Linked DNA regions of Mus musculus: region 2 is linked to region 1. A link is a contact called in public Hi-C data. All regions are on one chromosome and are shown on one strand. Each heading gives the region's core, a stretch centred on a gene start, on an enhancer-like site or on the middle of the called end of the contact. The rest is flanking DNA. Distances are from core to core; before and after follow the strand shown.

Region 1 (5,378 bases), core at 889-3,388:
TTCTTAAAAATATAAAAGATAACCCCAAAAGTTTTTGTTTTATTGATGTGTTTGTCAGTAAAGTGTTGCATGCTTGGATATATTTTAGATAAAAAGTAAAAGTGACCAAAACATACTTTATATTTTCCAAAACAAAACAAAACTTTCTCATTACAAGTGTGACATCATGCTAAATATAGACAAAGTGTATAAATATCTGACTATATACATCTAGGTTCTCATATAGTCCTTGAATTCATAGTGTTGAAAAGTTACCAAGCTTTTACAAAGTTCTTAATACAACTCATGAGTGAGAACAAAAAGTATTGTAAGAACGAAAGAGATTTAGCCACATGTGTGCAGACCATGCCTTAATTCCAGGCAGAGGCCGGTGTATCTCTGAGTGTGAGACTAACCTAGTCTACAGAGCAAGTTCTAGAACAACTGGGGCTACACAGAGAAACACTGCCTCACCCCCAAAAAGTGGGTATCTTAGTTAGGGTTTCTATTCCTGCACAAACATCATGACCAAGAAGCAGTTGGGGAGGAAAGGGTTTATTCAGCTTACATTTCCACATTGCTGTTCATCACCAAAGGAAGTCAGGACTAGAACTCAAGCAGGTCAGAAAGCAGGAGCTGATGTAGAGGCCATGGAGGGATGTTCTTTACTGGCTTGCTTCCCCTGGCTTGCTCAGCCTGCTCTCTTATAGAACCCAAGACTACCAGCCCAGAGATGGTCTCACCCACAAGGGGCCCTTCCCCCTTGATCACTAATTGAGAAAATGCCTTACAGTTGGATCTCATGGAGGCATTTCCTCAACTGAAGCTCCTTTCTCTGTGATAACTCCAGCTGTGTCAAGTTGACACAAAAAGTCTGAGAGGGCCTTTGGTTGTGGTTCTGGTGCCCCACTAGGGAGCAGCTTTGGAGAAGGGAAAGAACGCAGTAGTGCTTATCTGTTCCTTCTCATTTTACCATCTCTCTCTGGTTTTGTGTGGGTAGCTGCAAGTGTGTGTATATGCATGTTCCCATATATGTGGGTACCTGTGTGCATATTGGATGCCAGAGATTGATAGTGGCTGTCTGTCTTCCTTAACCACTCTTCACCTTCAATATTGAGACAGGGTAGCTCACTTTGAACCTAGGCTCACTGATTAAGCTAGTTTAGCTAGCTCATGTATTACCACCAGGGATAATTGGGATTCAGAGTCAAGTATTCATCCTTTATATATGCTTTACCCACTGAGACATATTAGTCTAGGTCTCCCTCCCCTTCACTCCCTTTTCTCTTTTGTGGGTGTGTGGAGTGTGGCAGGGTGTATTCAGACAGAGTCTCACTAAGTTCTGGCTAGCCTCAGACTCACAGAGATCCACCTGCCTCTGCTTCCCAAGTGCTAGCATTAGAGGCATCCCATACCATCCCCAGCATCATTTCTGCCTTCACCAACTTCTCCCTGGCTTCCTTTTTATTCTGTTCATTATCTTGGCTTCTTGATTTCCTTGTACAATATTAGCATACACATCTCTCACTAAAAGGAAACATTGCTTCTTAGAATGGGGTGTATGTGTGTTTGTGTACTTCAAAATACTGGTAAAATCTGTTTTTTTTAATCCCCTCCCATCCTCTCTCTCTCTCTCTCTTTTTTTTTTTTTTTTTAAGGACGGAAGAGCTACGGTTAACCAGGATACAAGATTAGACAACAGAGTCATTGACCTTAGGGTATGCCTCCTTTGTTTGTTGATAACAATTAAGCTAACATTGAAGTGGGTGGAGATACCATAAAGCTAATTGCCACTTGCCTATGTGTAAGTATCATGATACTGTGTACCTCTGACTGACCCTTCCCACAGAAAGAGCTGCCAGCAACAGGAGCAGGTGAGTACTAGTTCCCAGGATGCTGACTTGCTTTGAAAACAGCGGATGATTATAAAAACCAATGTTTGGATGGCTTCCGGGTGATGTCTGTTTTATACTGTTTCGTCAGCAAGTGGAAATGCAACCGTTAAATCCATACAAGATGTGGAAGAAATGCTTACAATTTAGTGCAGTCAGGTAGGGACAGGTGTTATGAAGAAGCGAGTCACTGTCCCTAGCGGTTTACATTGCCGTTTCATGGGGCTTCTATTTCCTTTTGGTTTGGTTGCAAGTGAAAGAGTTCAGTGGTTTCATCATTGGTTTGTCATCTTTCTTTCCTAATGTCTGACCACATCTTCCTCCTTAAGTATCTATCTCATGCTCAGGTTCTTTGCTCCCCCAAGCTCTTTCTTACTTTGATTCTTCTGAAGTTGCGAGTGTCCCCTTGTAGTACACTTAGTATTTCTTCTGTTTGCTTTTTGTCTTTTTTTTTTTAATCTCCATTTTAATTAATGTTGAAAAGTAACCTCCTGATACTGCCTAGAAAGAAAGCTTAGGTTTTTTTCAGGCATTTTGGCTGTAAGAGTTAGATAGACTAGGTTTGCTCATACTGTTTGGTGAACATTGTTGAACTGGCTTATGCTACAGGTTAGCCCAGAAGAATTATGTTAGTGGTGTGGGTGTTTTAATTTAAATGCATTGTCACCATTGAATAATGGGAGTTTTGCTGAGTGCAGTGGCACAGGCCTGTGATCCCCGTTATTTGGGAGGCTGAGACAGAAAGGTCACTTGAACCCAGGGTTTGATCAGGCTTGGTTGTGTGTACCAGTAATCCCAACATTCAAGAGGCTGAGGCAGTAAAAATCAAAGTGTACTTAGATTACATAGGCAATTAGAGATTAGTCTTTACTACAGTAATGAGACCCTAGCTCAAAAAACAGAAGAAAAATGAGTTGGAGGCTATCTTGGGCAAAGTATTGTGGTCTGTGAGAGGAAAAGAAGTGTGGGAACGTTTTCATATTCACATCCAAATGGCTTATCTTGAAAAGTTGGAGATCCTAGCAGTCCTGGGCCCATGTTGGCTAAAATACTGAGTATTGCCTTTTTTGTTGTCCTATACCACCAGGAAGTATTGTGCCTTTATTTCAGTCATAGTGTTTGTCTGATCCTTATAAACACCTTTTTTTTTTTTCATGTGTTTGTGGGTTTTCATGTACATATGTGTATATTCCCCTATATGGAAGTACATATGTAAAGATGTATGTGTGTGAGTGCCTGTGCCCTTTTGTGCATATGTGTGTTGGGGCCTGAGGTGGTTACCAGAGTTCTTCTGGACCACTCTTCACTTTACATATTGAGGCAGGGTCTCTTACTGAATGCAGAGTTTGCTGTTGGAGGCTGGTCTCCCTAATCAGCTTTCTCCCATCTCTAGCTCCATAGAGCTGTGGTCATAAGCAGATCTCCACATCCATTTGCCTTTTTATGTACTAGTGAGCTAAACCCTTGTCCTCAACACTTATATGGGCCATCTTACATATTTTGTGGAAGGGAGATATGCCATGGAACACAGTGTGAAAGTCAGAGGACAGCTTGTAGGAGTTGGTTCTCTCCTTACAGGGTGTAGTTTCCAGGGATCAAATTCAGGTCATCAGGATTAGCAGCAAGCATCTCTTCTGGCTGAGCCATCTCACCAGACCCTTGTATGTATGTATGTATGTATGTATGTATGTATGTATGTATGTATGTATTTATTTATTTATTTATTTTTTGAGACAGGGCTTCATGCATTCCAAACTGATCTTGAACTTTCTGTATATTTCTGATCCTCTTGCTTTTACTTCTCAAGTTTTACATCCGGTTGTGCTGGGGATTGAATCTAAGCCCTCATAACATTCTGTGTAGGTACTCAGCTGACTTAGCTATATCCCAAGCCTAAATGTGATAAGATTTTTTAAAAATAGTTCCAACTTGTATGATAACCTGACAACCCCAGGGAGGTAGGACTGCACAAAGACCTCATACAACAGTCTAATCTCCTAAGAGTTCTTTGAAGTAGGTAACTGCTATATATTCCAGTGTTTATATGAAACTGGTAACATGAGCATAAACGTTTTATTGGGGGGGGGTGTCAATTAATTTAAAAAAACAAAAACAAATTGTAGACTGGAGAGATGATACAGTGGCTAAGAGCTCTGGCTGCTCTTCCAGAGAGGGCTGTTCAGTTCCCAGCATCCACATTGCAGGTCACAACTGTAATAGTCCTGTAACTTCAGTTTCAGGGGATCTGGTGTTCTCTTTGGGCTCCCAAGAGTATTAACGTGAATGGGCTGTTAGATCAACATGTGGGCAAAGCACTTTACACATAACAGTAAAGGGTTTTTGAAATAAATAGATTTTAGTGTTACACTAACATATATTTCTGTTTAGGGAACATTGTTATTTACAGAATGAATCCCCAAGAGGAAGTATAAGTATTTACTATTTTGGTGTCTTTTATCTGTACCTAAGAATAAGGAGAAATCAAAGAGAGATTCTGATTTAAGAGCAACCCTTCCACAGAGGCTCCCAAATAGCCTGCCATCCTTGGAGGGTGAAATGAACTGCCACAGTGATCCATAATAGGAGCTGGGTGAGTGCTCTTACAGAAAAAGTCAATTAACTCAGACTTTTCTGAGAATAAAAATGGCTTTAACACTTTGACATTCTTGGGGCTATCAAGATGGTTCATCGGTGTAGGTACCTGCCACCAAGCACTATGACCTGAGATGACCCAGAAACCCATGTGATAAAGGGAGACAATCAATTCTTGAATGTCATCCTCTGACTGCCACATGCATCATGGCAGGTACTGCCTTCCCCCACACATAAGTGCTATGTTGTTTTGTTTTGTTTTAGACAAGAGCTGGAGAGATGGCTTAGTGGTTAAAGGTGCTTATTGTTCTTGCACATGACGTTTCCCAGCTTGTAGCTGACTATAACTCCAATTCTATGGGATCCAACATGGCCCTGTAGACCTCCCTGGGCACTGAAACCACATAGCATACATGCAGGCCAAACACCTATACACATACATTTTTAGTTAAAACAAATATTAATAAATACACTTTTAAGAGGGCGGGTGGGGGTGCTGGAGAAGGCTCAGCAGTTAAGAGCACTTGCTCCTCTTGCCAAGAGCAAGGCTTGTTTCCAAGCACTGTCATGGAAGCTTGCTTACAAGTGTCTGCAACTCCAGTTTCAGAGGATCTGATAATGGCCTCTTCTGACCTCTGAGGACAAGGATAATACACATAGTGCACTCACATACATTCAGACAAAACACTTATATACATAAAATAAATCTAAAAACATTTTAAAATGTATTCCGCCCCCCTTTTTAAAGAATTATTTATTTGTTTTATGTACATTAGTACACTGTAGCTGTCTTCAGACACACCAGAAGAGGGCATCAGATCCCATTACAGATGATTGTAAGCTACTGTGTGGTTGCTGGGAATTGAACCCAGGACCCCTGGAAGAATAGTCAGTGCTCTTAACTGCTGACCCATC
Region 2 (5,401 bases), core at 2,439-4,938, 190 kb before region 1:
GCCACATCTGGGCAGCTACATTTCTCTCATGTCCCAGAGTGCTGTTGAAGGTCTCCTATCATCCCTAATAAAAAGCCATCAAGGCACACAACCTAACTGTCCTCAGGTTACTCCACAAGCTGGGCTCCTCCATGGTGACAATCACCAGTCACAACTTTTGGCAGAGACTCCCCAGGCGGTCAGAAGGAAGACAAAAGGAAAAGCTATAATCCCTGGTGATGAATAGTGTTTCCCAGCCACAAGCTGAGCCACAAAAGCCCAGGAAAAAGCAATGGTGCAGACAGAATTTTTGGATCTGACCCCAGTTTGGGGTGGGGGGGTGGGGGGGTAGGGGGCAGGGGAGAATAAGCCTATTTCCTTTTAGCTTTCGGTGCCTTGTGGGAATGTCAAGATTAATCTCTGAAGGACTGCACGATGTGTTTCTTGCTGAAAGTATCTCCAGGAAAGTTTTATTACCTTCTACAACATTCTTCCCAAGGTGAGAAGGACTGGAAGAAAGGCTGAACGAAATGATGCAGCACATCCTGCATCAGTGGTCCTGAGTTAGATGTCTATGGCAACAGGAAAACATAAGCTCGGTGACCACCGCCCCAAGTAAAGGAAGGCTAGCCGCATGGACTAATAATCTGAGTCAATTCATCACTAGTAAGGAGTGAAAAGGAAGAGGCTGGTGTGGCTGCCATAGGCAGGAAAGGTGCTGAAGAGATAGATGCTCAGTCAGTAAAGTGCTTGCAAGGGTGAGGGCCTGAATTCTGATTTCCAGCACCCAAGTAAAAGCCAGACCTGGCAGTATGTGTCTATAACCCCAGTACTAGGAAGGCAAAGATCACAGTGGCCCTAAAGGTTATTGGCCAGCTAAGCCAGATAGCCTAGTCAAATGAGCAAGCGCTGGGTTCAGTGAGAGAACCTGTCTCAAAAAATAAGGTAGAGATAAATTAAGGAAGACACTTGACACCAACCTCTGACTTTCACACAAGCAAACATAGACCTACACACACACACACACAGAGAGAGAAAGAGAGAGAGAGAGAGAGAGAGAGAGAGAGAGAGAGAGAGAGAGAGAGAGAGAGAGAGAGAGAGGGAGGGAGGGAGGGAGAGGGAGAGGGAGAGGGAGAGGGAGAGGGAGAGGGAATAAGAAAAGACACAGAGAGAAAGTTCACAAAAGAGGAAACAATCTTGATAAACAAAAACAGGAAGAAATGTTCAGCCTTGCTAGCAACCAAATTAATAAAAGTCAGAACCACAACCCTGCTGCTCCTCACATGTCAAACTTGCAAACATTTCCAAAGAAGCGCTGGCCACCATGCCAGGGTACACATCAGTCTCCCACGCCAGTGAGTACACTGGTCAGACTGACACTGGTCTGTCCCAGCAAAGCCAGAGGCACCTGCCCTGAAGGTCTCCATGCTTGTCCCTCTGACCCCAAGAGGCCATGGGTAGACATCTGGAAAGAAATTTCAAATCTAATGGTGGGATCAGGATTAAGAGGGGATGGAGAGATGGCTCTGTAGTTAAGTTAGAGCTCTTGCTGCTCTATCAGAGGACCCACGTTCAGTTACAGCACCCATGGTAGGCTACTCACAACTGCCCTTAACTGGCTGCAGGGAATCTGAGGTCCACAGATGGAGGTCAGGAAGTCTTATGACCTCTACAAGCAACTGTATTCAGGAACATGCATTCATTATATAGACACAGACAAATTGCATACACCTAAATAAGAATAAAAGCACATTAATAAAAGTAGAATTAAGAAAAGTGTAGTGAGTACACACAATGAGATATTAGCTAGCTTCTTTGTTTTCTTTATTACATTTATTTATTTTGTGTGTGTCTGTGTGTCTGTGTTGTGTGGGTGTGCACATGCCACTGTGTGAATTCTAGGACAGGGAACCACTTGCAGGAGTCAGTTCTCTCCTTCTCGTGTGTAGCCAACTTCTTGAGTGGTGTTTGTAAAGACCATTAGAAAGTGTTTAGGATTGTGAAATGAAAGGTGTAGATTACAAGATAGCACATGACAGCTAATTATAGATATTTTCGAGCTGGTGTTGTGGTACACACATTTAATCTCAGCACTCAGGAGGCAGAGGCAGGTGTATATCTGAGTTTGAGGCCAGCCTGATCTATCAATCAAATTCTAGAACAACCAGGGCTCTGTTACTCAAAGAAACCTTGTCTTGAAGAATCAAAAAAAAAAATTTTTTTAAGTCAGAACCTTTTATTTCTTTTTGTAACCCATTCCAACCTTGAATTACTCACTAACTAGCTGACTGTCAACTAGCTAGTTTATGTCAACTTAACCCCAGCAAGAGTCTTCTAAGAGGAGGAGGGAATCTCAATGAAAAAAAATGGCTCTGTAAGATTAGGCTATGCAGAAGTCTGCACAGCCTTTTCTTAATTAGTGGGTGATGATTGAGGGACTAGTCTACTGTGGGTGGTGTCACCCCTGGGTTGGTGGTCCTATGGTCTATAAGAAAGCAAGCTGAGCAAGCCATGAGGAACAAGACAGTGAACAGTGCCCCGCCATGGCTTCTGCACCAGCTCCTGTCTCCAGGTTCCATCTCTACCCTGACTGCCTTCTGAGGAGGAACTGTGATATGGAAGTATAAAGCGAAATAGATCCTTCCTCCTCAGGTTGCTTTTGGTCATGGTGTTTTGTCACAGCAACAGAAACCCTAACTGTGACACTGAGGGTGACCTTGAACGTCTGACCACCCTGCCTCTGTGTCCCAAGTGTTGGGATTACAGGTAGACACCACCACCTCTGGTTTATGAGTTTTAGGGATCAAAGCCAGGGCTTCATGCATACAACCAACTGAGAAACAGCTCCCATCCCACTGTGTATTTTCTTTAAATGAAGATTAAATGTAATTCCAGTGATTGTTTGAGTTACAGATTTGGGGTTTGTTTTTTTTTTTTTTAATCTACATTTCCAAACGTGTAGTGTGTGATCGGTGTGCATTAGTGCGTGTGTCTGTCTGTGCATGTGTAAGGAGGCCAGAGGTTAACGTTGAAAGTCTTCCTCTGTCACTGTCCACCTTGTCTTTTAGAAACAAAGTCTTTCACTGAATCCAGCGCCCATCCATCGACTAGACCGGCTGGCCCCGAAAGCTCCAGAAATCCTCCTATTTCCACCTCCCGGGTGCTGGGATTGTACAGGTTATCAGGGGTCCAAGGTCAGGAGCTGAAGTTTGTACAGGAAGTACTTTAGGGACTGTGCCGTCCCCTCAGCCCCTTTGTTTTTAAATAAGGTTAGGGCCCAAGAAGATACTGGCTAAATGATTGTCAGGCTGAAGGAGACCTTTGTAGGATATTTAAAGAAAAAAAAAATCAGACACACAGATCACCCTCAAGATATTCAGAATCTAGTGACAGAAATAACACCATTACATTCCCAAGTCTTAGGCAAAAAAACAAGAGGATTCCAAAACTTCAAGAAACTCAAACTTGGCTCTGTGACAGTAGCTACAGACTGGGCTGTGCTCCTAACAGTGACCTGTTTCAAACTGATAACCCGTCATGGCACCAGGCATAAGGATAGCCCAGTGACACTTTCATAGAGGTGACGCTAATCTGAGGTCTCTTCAAAGCCTTCTACACAGAGGTCTTCACTTCCCAAATCCATCGGGAAGTAAACATGCTATAGAAACCCTAAAGGAAATCTCTGAAAGGGCTAGGCGTTCACAGAGAACAGCCATTGTCCAGGGCCTGAAGCCAGGACCGTGCACAAGTGCAGCCCTAAATATTCCAAGCTTGTACTGTAATGGAAAGGAAACGTGATGCTGGGGAAGAACTTCCTTCATCCTAACATGTTCTCCCAACCACAGCAGCACGCAACAATGGCAGTTTGGTAAGTCACACAATGCAGGCTCTAGGGTAGGAAGCCCCAGCCAGGAAAGAGCAATGTTCACCCTTATACAGAAGATATCGCAACCTTGAGATCACAGAAAAAAGCCAAGAATGAGAAGGGAAACATGAGCATTTTCCTCCTAGGTCAAAACAAATGAATATATTGGCAAATAATCAATTTACTAATTTTAATTATCATTCTGGGAAACAGATGATCTGACTGTAAATACAAAGTCCTCTTGACAAAAGGGAGTGGGGGGAGCACATGGGCTGTAAAGATGGCTCGGACAGTAACGTGCTTGCAGTGCAAGTGTGATGACCAGAGTTTGAGCTCCAGAACCTGCATTAAAAAGCTGGATATATGGGGAGGCCTCCCCTTTTCTGAGGAGAAGGGGAGATGGGGAGAGGAAGCTGCCATCGGGATTAAAGTAAATAAGTAACTTAATAATAGACAGACAGACAGACAGACAGACGACAGACAGATAAAGTTGAGTGTATTAGAGTGCATTTGTAAACCCAGAACTGAGGAGCTGGAGGTAGGAGGATACCTGGGACTTGCTGGTAAGTTTCAACCTAGCAAGAGACCTGGTCTGTAAAACAAGGTGGATTGTGACAAGGCCTGACAGGAAGGTTATCCTCCGGCTCCACACGCATACCCACGCACACCAACACATGTTTTTAGTGGGGAGGATGTTGTGTGGTATGATTTAGATCTGAAAGCCACAGGACACTGACATCTACCCTGCTGTCTTTGATAGATGGTCTCTCATATCCTGAAACTCATTCCCTTCTTATGATGGATGACTTTATTAGTTGAGCAATGCCAAACCAGGAATTACTAAGAGCTTTAGGCCTAATCCTTCTTGTCTGTTTTTTTTTTTTAAGGTATACTCACTTAACTTTCTGGCTATAAACTAGACAGTTTTTTCTCTCTCTCTCTTTCTTTCTTTCTTTCCTTCCTTCCTTCTTTCTTTCTTTCTTTCTTATTTAGTATAGTTTTATTTTTTCATATTGTATTTTAGCTCTATTTCCATTAGTATCTAACAGCATAAAATACACCAAAGAGTTCTGATTTGAGTTTTTAGTTTATTTTTTCTTTCCAGGATGTGTGTGTGTATGCGTGTGTTCATGTGTGCATGCGTGCATGTGTATGTGTGCTTATTTTTTCATGTTCTTTCAGCTTACTATCCTTAAAGTAAAGATCAGAGAGCCCAGGGTGAGCCTTAGTGCATCTGTTGCATGCTGTTCAGATATCCAGTCAAGAGAGAACTCCCATAAGTTCATTTGTGTGGAAGATCTTAAGATACTCTTTCCAGAAGAACGAATATGAAGAGGGCACACAAGTCCATCTAGAACAGCACCCATATAATGCCATTAAAGGCTGGAGAGATGGCTCAGTGGTTAAAGCACTTGCCACTCAGGCATGAAGATCAGAGTTCAGAGCCCCAGATCCCACCTAAGTGCTGGTGGGCGTGGCAGCCCACCTGTAATTCCAGCCCCAGAAGACAAGGGACAGGGGCATTGCAAGAGTAAGCTGGGACACACACACACATAC

Evidence for each region. A called contact is a pair of places that touch in the nucleus more often than the background predicts.
Region 2: a Hi-C map of erythroblasts shows a contact between it and region 1, with 2.4 times the contacts expected there. The contact joins two enhancer-like sites. A contact is called at or near these places in 1 of 15 datasets of contacts at CTCF or cohesin (large pre-B cells), 47 of 484 Hi-C or Micro-C datasets (B cells, the C2C12 cell line, CD4 T cells and 38 more), 15 of 115 datasets of contacts at active chromatin or transcription factors (the HPC-7 cell line, bone marrow-derived dendritic cells, bone marrow-derived macrophages and 12 more) and 2 of 9 other capture datasets (adipose tissue and pancreatic islet).

What each region holds. Positions count from the first base shown.
Region 1 is chr1:128,383,436-128,388,813 of GRCm38.p6, reverse strand. It overlaps Dars (aspartyl-tRNA synthetase), which reads left to right. Exons shown (of 16, transcript NM_177445.5): 7 at 1,638-1,697. Among named protein-coding and RNA genes, the nearest start is that of Mcm6, 26 kb to the right of the region's middle. Within about 2 kb of position 2,138, at least 33 of the 459 cell types and tissues checked have an H3K27ac peak or open chromatin away from gene starts, as enhancers often do. A contact at or near this core is called in erythroblasts, where this site is marked.
Region 2 is chr1:128,573,403-128,578,803 of GRCm38.p6, reverse strand. No RefSeq gene overlaps it. Among named protein-coding and RNA genes, the nearest start is that of Cxcr4, 16 kb to the left of the region's middle. Within about 2 kb of position 3,688, at least 7 of the 459 cell types and tissues checked have an H3K27ac peak or open chromatin away from gene starts, as enhancers often do. A contact at or near this core is called in erythroblasts, where this site is marked.